Linked DNA regions of Anas platyrhynchos: region 1 is linked to region 2. Evidence: chromatin contacts called from public Hi-C data. All regions are on one chromosome and are shown on one strand. Each heading gives the region's core, a stretch centred on a gene start, on an enhancer-like site or on the middle of the called end of the contact. The rest is flanking DNA. Distances are from core to core; before and after follow the strand shown. Region 1 holds the start of ARVCF (ARVCF delta catenin family member). Region 2 holds the start of TXNRD2 (thioredoxin reductase 2).

The links. Hi-C and Micro-C count contacts between places; a contact is called where the count stands out from the background.
Region 1: a Hi-C map of subcutaneous adipose tissue shows a contact between it and region 2, with 4 times the contacts expected there. The contact joins the promoter of ARVCF here to the promoter of TXNRD2 in region 2. A contact is called at or near these places in 2 of 8 Hi-C or Micro-C datasets (skeletal muscle and subcutaneous adipose tissue).

The regions. Positions count from the first base shown.
Region 1 is chr16:11,038,548-11,041,247 of IASCAAS_PekinDuck_T2T, forward strand. It overlaps ARVCF (ARVCF delta catenin family member), which reads right to left and starts at 1,281. Exons shown (of 18, transcript XM_072024632.1): 1 at 1,263-1,281; 2 at 582-640. It overlaps TANGO2 (transport and golgi organization 2 homolog), which reads left to right and starts at 1,620. Exons shown (of 9, transcript XM_038187385.2): 1 at 1,620-1,912.
Region 2 is chr16:10,730,675-10,733,374 of IASCAAS_PekinDuck_T2T, forward strand. It overlaps TXNRD2 (thioredoxin reductase 2), which reads right to left and starts at 1,254. Exons shown (of 17, transcript XM_072024640.1): 1 at 1,103-1,254. The coding sequence starts at 1,178. It overlaps COMT (catechol-O-methyltransferase), which reads left to right and starts at 368. Exons shown (of 5, transcript XM_005024379.6): 1 at 368-502.

The DNA.
Region 1 (2,700 bases), core at 31-2,530, 310 kb after region 2:
GCATTAAAAAAAAAAAAAAAAGAGAGATAGTCTTTGCTACATGTATGCTCGAACCGAACATTTGAGAGAGTTGTTCAAGTTTTGAAACCATTAGATTTTAATCATTCCCAGCAGTACTGCAGAGAAAATGAAAAGAAGAAAAAAAATCTAACTTTGGCTCTTAACTTTGTAACGGATTTCATATTTGTGAAGAAATAGGTTAGTTCTGTTTGGTCTTTGCTATAAAGAGACTCATCCCCTATGCATGCCACAAATAACCTGAGCAATGACTTCCCTCCATGACAAGAACTGGCCATCATATTGCAGGATTAACACAATGTTGGTTTGTTTAGGAGTTGCTTCTGTGTGTGGTTAGCATATGTAATTTTTTAGCTTTTCGCATACATCAACTCCTCCTTGCGTATCTCACCATGAACTGATGAAGGCTGTTAAACCCTGAAGAGCAATCTTTAGCAAACAAAGAAGACCGGTCTGCAACCGTGATGTACAATCATCCCAAACGTACTACACCCTCCGAGAACCTCTCACAGCAAATAGCCTGGCAACCTCACCCATTTCCCCAATCCCACCGCTCTGCTCACCATCTCCTCCGTCTTCTCCTATTCCTCTGTCTTCAGCCTATTTTCCTTGCCTCTGCCGGCTTCGCGGTATCACAGGGAGGCGGGTGTACCAAAAAAAAAAAAAAAAAAAAAAAAAAAAAGAACTCTTCAATAAAACACTCGGCAGCCGCTGGGCAGCACATCAACAACGAGCCCCTCGCCCTCCTCCTCTGCCGGCTGCCGTCTCCCGGAGCTCCCCGCCCGCCGCTCGCCGCTCCCGCCCCCCCCAGCCCCGCGGGCTCCCGGCCCCGCGCATCCTCCGCGGGGAGCTGCGGGGCTGCGCCAGCCCCCGCCGCCTCCTCACCGCCGGGCGGCTTTCCCCCCCCGCCGCCACGTTCCCGGTTACAAAGGGTGCCCGGGACCGTCTGTATCGGGGGGGAGGACTCGGTGACCCTCTCCCCGCGTTGCCTTATGCTCTGACTGCTCTTGGCACCGTTGTTGCAGCAGCCGGGGGGGGGATCTCCCCTCGCACGGGGCCCCCGCTGCCGCCCCCCCGCCGCCTCAGGGGGATCCCCGGGGCGAGGCCGCGGGCTCAGCCTCAGGGGAGGCCGGGCGGGAGCGGGCCGCGCCCTCCCCTCAGGCCGCACCGGTGCCGTCTCCTCAACTCTTTTTTTTTTTTTTTTTTTTTTTTAAAGCCGGGCACGGTCGTTCTTCAACATTCACACTTGGGGGAAGGGAAGGATCCGTGCGCCCCCCCCCCGCCGCCACCACACGGCGGCCAGCGGAGGGCAGCAGCGCGGCCGCTCGCTCCCCTCAGCGGTGCCCGCCCGCGACCGCCTCACGGAGCAGCGGGTTCCTCCCGCGCCGCCAATTTTCTGATTGGACGGCGCCTTCGCGATCGCGCCCAGCAACCGCAACCTCATTGGTGCGTTCCCGCCCAGTCCCGCCCCTCTGGCTGGACGCTCCGAAGCCCATTGGCTGGTGGGGCTGTCCGTCCGAGCGGGGCCGGGCGTGTGGCAGGGAACCCGCTGGCCGCCTGCGGTGCCCCGCGGCTGCTGCGCGGTGACTGCCCCCGGGCTCCCGTGGGATAAACCGCGGGGATGTGCCCCTGAAGGGCCCGGGTCACGCCCTGCCACCTCCCCCGTCCTTTCTTTATGTTCCTCGTTTCATTATTTCTAGCGTCTTTGCCCTCTGTCCGAACTGGATGCCAGAGATGGGGCTGCCTTGCAGGACTGCCCTCATCAGGGCTGTGGGCAAAGTGCATCGCTCCCCTGCCTCCCCGAGATACCCCCTATTTGAGATTTAAAAGGGTTGCATTAGTCCCATTTACCACAGCGTTACCCTGAGCGGTCCTGCTGAAGCTTTTATATGTGGTAAGAGCTGCATTATTTTCTGAAGTACTTGCCAAGTTATCCATAGCCCTGCATGCTTTGTTTCCAGATGTATTTTGTTCACATTCTTTTATATTGAAATATATTTTACTGGGTTGGTGTGAGTTAAATCAGGTACATCATAGATTCTGTAGCAAGATCAGCAATGTGAGCTACCAATTTAGCTACTAAGCCACAAAATTTACAGATTTTACCCATAAAGATCTTACATTACCACCTACACATGCAGAATGCTCTGTCCGAGCCATTGATGTCCCCACCTAAGCAAATAATTTTTGAGAGCTCCAAATTAAAAGATATTTAACCATTTAAGGTATGCTTTATGGGTTCCACACATATATTCCAGCACTTACAAGATGGCACAAAGTTTTGAGACAAATGTCAGAACTATTTCTCTTTTAGCTCTTCAGACTTAGGACATTTGTACGAACTTTTCGCTAAGCATCTTTTTTTTTTTAATTATTTTTAATGCTTTCTAGAGATTGTGTGCTGACACCTAGTACCACTATCTTCACTAAAAGTACTTAAAATGGACACAGAATCACCACCTACTTGAGATCGGACTCTTCTAGTTTGACAAACAGGAGCTATACTGACATGCTCTAAGCAGGTCTACAAGGGACAACGTTACCTGGGTTGCTGTATTTAGAACAAAATAGACATGGGAAATAGAAAGAAGGGTCTGAACGGCTACTAAATCTAGTATGCACCATTCCTTGTACTGTGCTGAAGGTGATGTGTCCTTAGTGCCCAGTGCCGGGCTGCCTGTA
Region 2 (2,700 bases), core at 4-2,503:
AATGTAGGAATAGTAACAGACAAGAAAGGCAAGGTATGTTAAAAGGCAAATAGAAAATGGTATGCTTTTTTTTTTTTCACAACTGATTATTGTTGATTTGTGTTTCCTTTACTAGAGCACTGTTTCCTCAGCGTCCCAAAGCACTTTCCAAAAATGATGAAAACTGATGAGGCTGGTTTTATAAATGAAACGCAGGAAATAAAGCAATCCAACAATGGAAAATAATTACATTTTACACAATGTCCTGTGAAGCTCTTCCTGCATACTTTGACAGCTGCAGCTGGAGTCTGGTACGGGCCTTCCCTTCCTGCGTTACCGCAGCAGTTTCTACCCCTACATTTCTCAGCAGTCACCTTATCGCTCTCGAAAGCTTCAGCTGCAACTCAGGACTCGCAGAGGCGTGGTGAGGCTGAGGGCAGCTGGCCCCTTCTGCCACCTCGGCCTCCCCACAGCTCTGCCCATTCTAACGGAGAGGCTTGGAGGCGGTGGAAGAAATGCCAAGGTGAGACAGAACTTTCTGAGCGAGGGCAGGAGGGCTTCCAAAGAGCTGCCAGCGGCTCGGGGAGGGCAGCCAAGCCCACAGCAGCCTCGAAGCCCCTAAGCCGCTGTGTGTTGGGCGCAGGGTGGAGACCGCTCTGAGCGGTGCAGCCCCCCGGGGACGGCTGGCAGCCCCCCGTCACGGCGGGGTCAGCCTAAAGCGAAGCCCTGGTGGTCTCCTGTACCGCCTCGGGACCTCCCCAACAAACCGCAGCGCAGGGGGCAGGCGGCCTCGCCTGCTTCACAGCCACCTGCGGCCGCAGGGCTCCCAGAAGGACCTCCCTCAGGAGGACGGCAGCCGGGAGCGCCGGGGGGCGGCTCCGGCAGCCCCTGAGGATGGCAGCAGCCCGACAGCCGCCCCGGCCGGGCCGCTGAGGGGGCAGAGCGGCGCCTCAGGGGGGCGGCGGCGGCGGCCCCGGCTGTCGGCAGCAGCCCCTCAGGTAAGGCGCTCGCGGGCCTCTCGTGCCTCACACCGGGTGGCGGGGGGAGCGGAGCGGAGCGGGCCGCCCGCTGCCCGCCGCGAGAACCGAGGCAGAGGCGCGGCCTCCGCGCGGCCGCCCCGTACCTGAGAGGGCTCGCGCCGTACGGCACAGCCCCGCCGCGCCCGGGAGACGCCGCCGCCTCCACCACAGCGCCGCCATGCTGTACGGCAACGCTGGGCGGCAACGGGCCGCCCCGCCGCGCCGCGCCAGGACCCCGCGGAGGCGGCCGAGCAGCGCCTGAGCGGAGGGCGCTGATGGCGGTGCCCTGGCGAGCAGCCCTGAGGGGAGCCTGCTGCTCCCCTACCCGTGGGGCGCCCGCTCTGCTCGCCCCCGAGCTCCGGCTTCTTCAGCCGCTGCGAGAGCTGCAGTTTTTTTTTTTTTTTTTTTTTTTTAGCAGGTGGACACCGGCTCCAGTTAGAGTTAAAATCGAACTTTTTTGGAAAGGGGGGAAAAAACACACAGTGCTTTTCTTGCCTGGCTTGCCGTTAACATAAAGCTGCAGAGGAGGGTCAGGGAAGGTTTTTAGGAAGGAAAAGGAGCACAGCTGCCCAGAGCCGTTACCAATACCCAAAGTCCTGTTTTCTCCTCTGAAGCTGTGCGTCCCTTGTGCATGAGGGGTGCGGGTTGTCAGAACCGCTTCCACAGGTGCCTCAGGTGCTGTACACAAAGTTAAAGCCCCCTGAGAAAGCAGTGTGAATAAAGTCCTTCCCTCCCACGAGGCATTACAGTCAAGTTGTCGTGTTGGCTCAGGTTCCCGTGACTGAAGCGCTTCCAGCGTTGTGAGCAGGAGCGAGGGACTCCTGGCTGACCTCAGCCAAAATGGTGGGGCTGGGCCCACACCACATGTCAGTGAGGGAGACCAGCACCAACAGCTTTAGTGCAAGGTTTAACAGCGACAGGGCAAATGTCCACACAGCACAGCCTGTCAGAGCACCACCAGACTTCGCAGGCTTTGGATGACCCTTTTGGTGCCCCACATCTTCTGTTGGTTAAACAGGGGTGAAGCTGCTGACCTGCTTCAGATGGGAGTTATTAATGCTTGTAATGTATTTTGACAGCCCAAGGTAAAAGGTTTCATAGTAGGTGTTGAGCAAAACCATACCACAGGGAACAAGGTTGTTCTCTGTCAGAAGTGTTGGCTGTTGGTCTGTATTGCAGCATATTAGTAGCTCTACCTGCTGCTGTACAAAGTGGGTCGCATATAATAAATATCACCATGGTCAAATCAATTTAGGACAAAGAAATCAGCTCCTTCCTCTTAGGGAGAAGGAGCTGGTGACAGAAAACAGTTTTAGGCAGTTGTGTTCAGCTGGCTTTGGAGTAAGGGCTTGTCTCACAAGGGGGCAGCATCTAACCATTTTGTACCAGAAACATCCATCTGATCCATAGTCCAGGGGAAGTGGCAGTACATGCTCAAAAGAAACTTTTTGTATAACTAGTATCACCTCCTAGTGTAGGTCAGATAATTATATTTTTTTCCTCTCAGTTAATGTTTGCAAATACATGAAACGGGAGTTACTAACGGTCGATGAGTTGTCCAGTATCACTGCTGGAAATAAAAGGCTGAAAACCTTGTATTCTACAGCAGTACAATCAATAAATCACTAAAGATACTCCTTACCCACTGCAACAGCGGTAGAAAGACATGAGTAGAACACACTGAGACCTATACATGAAAAAA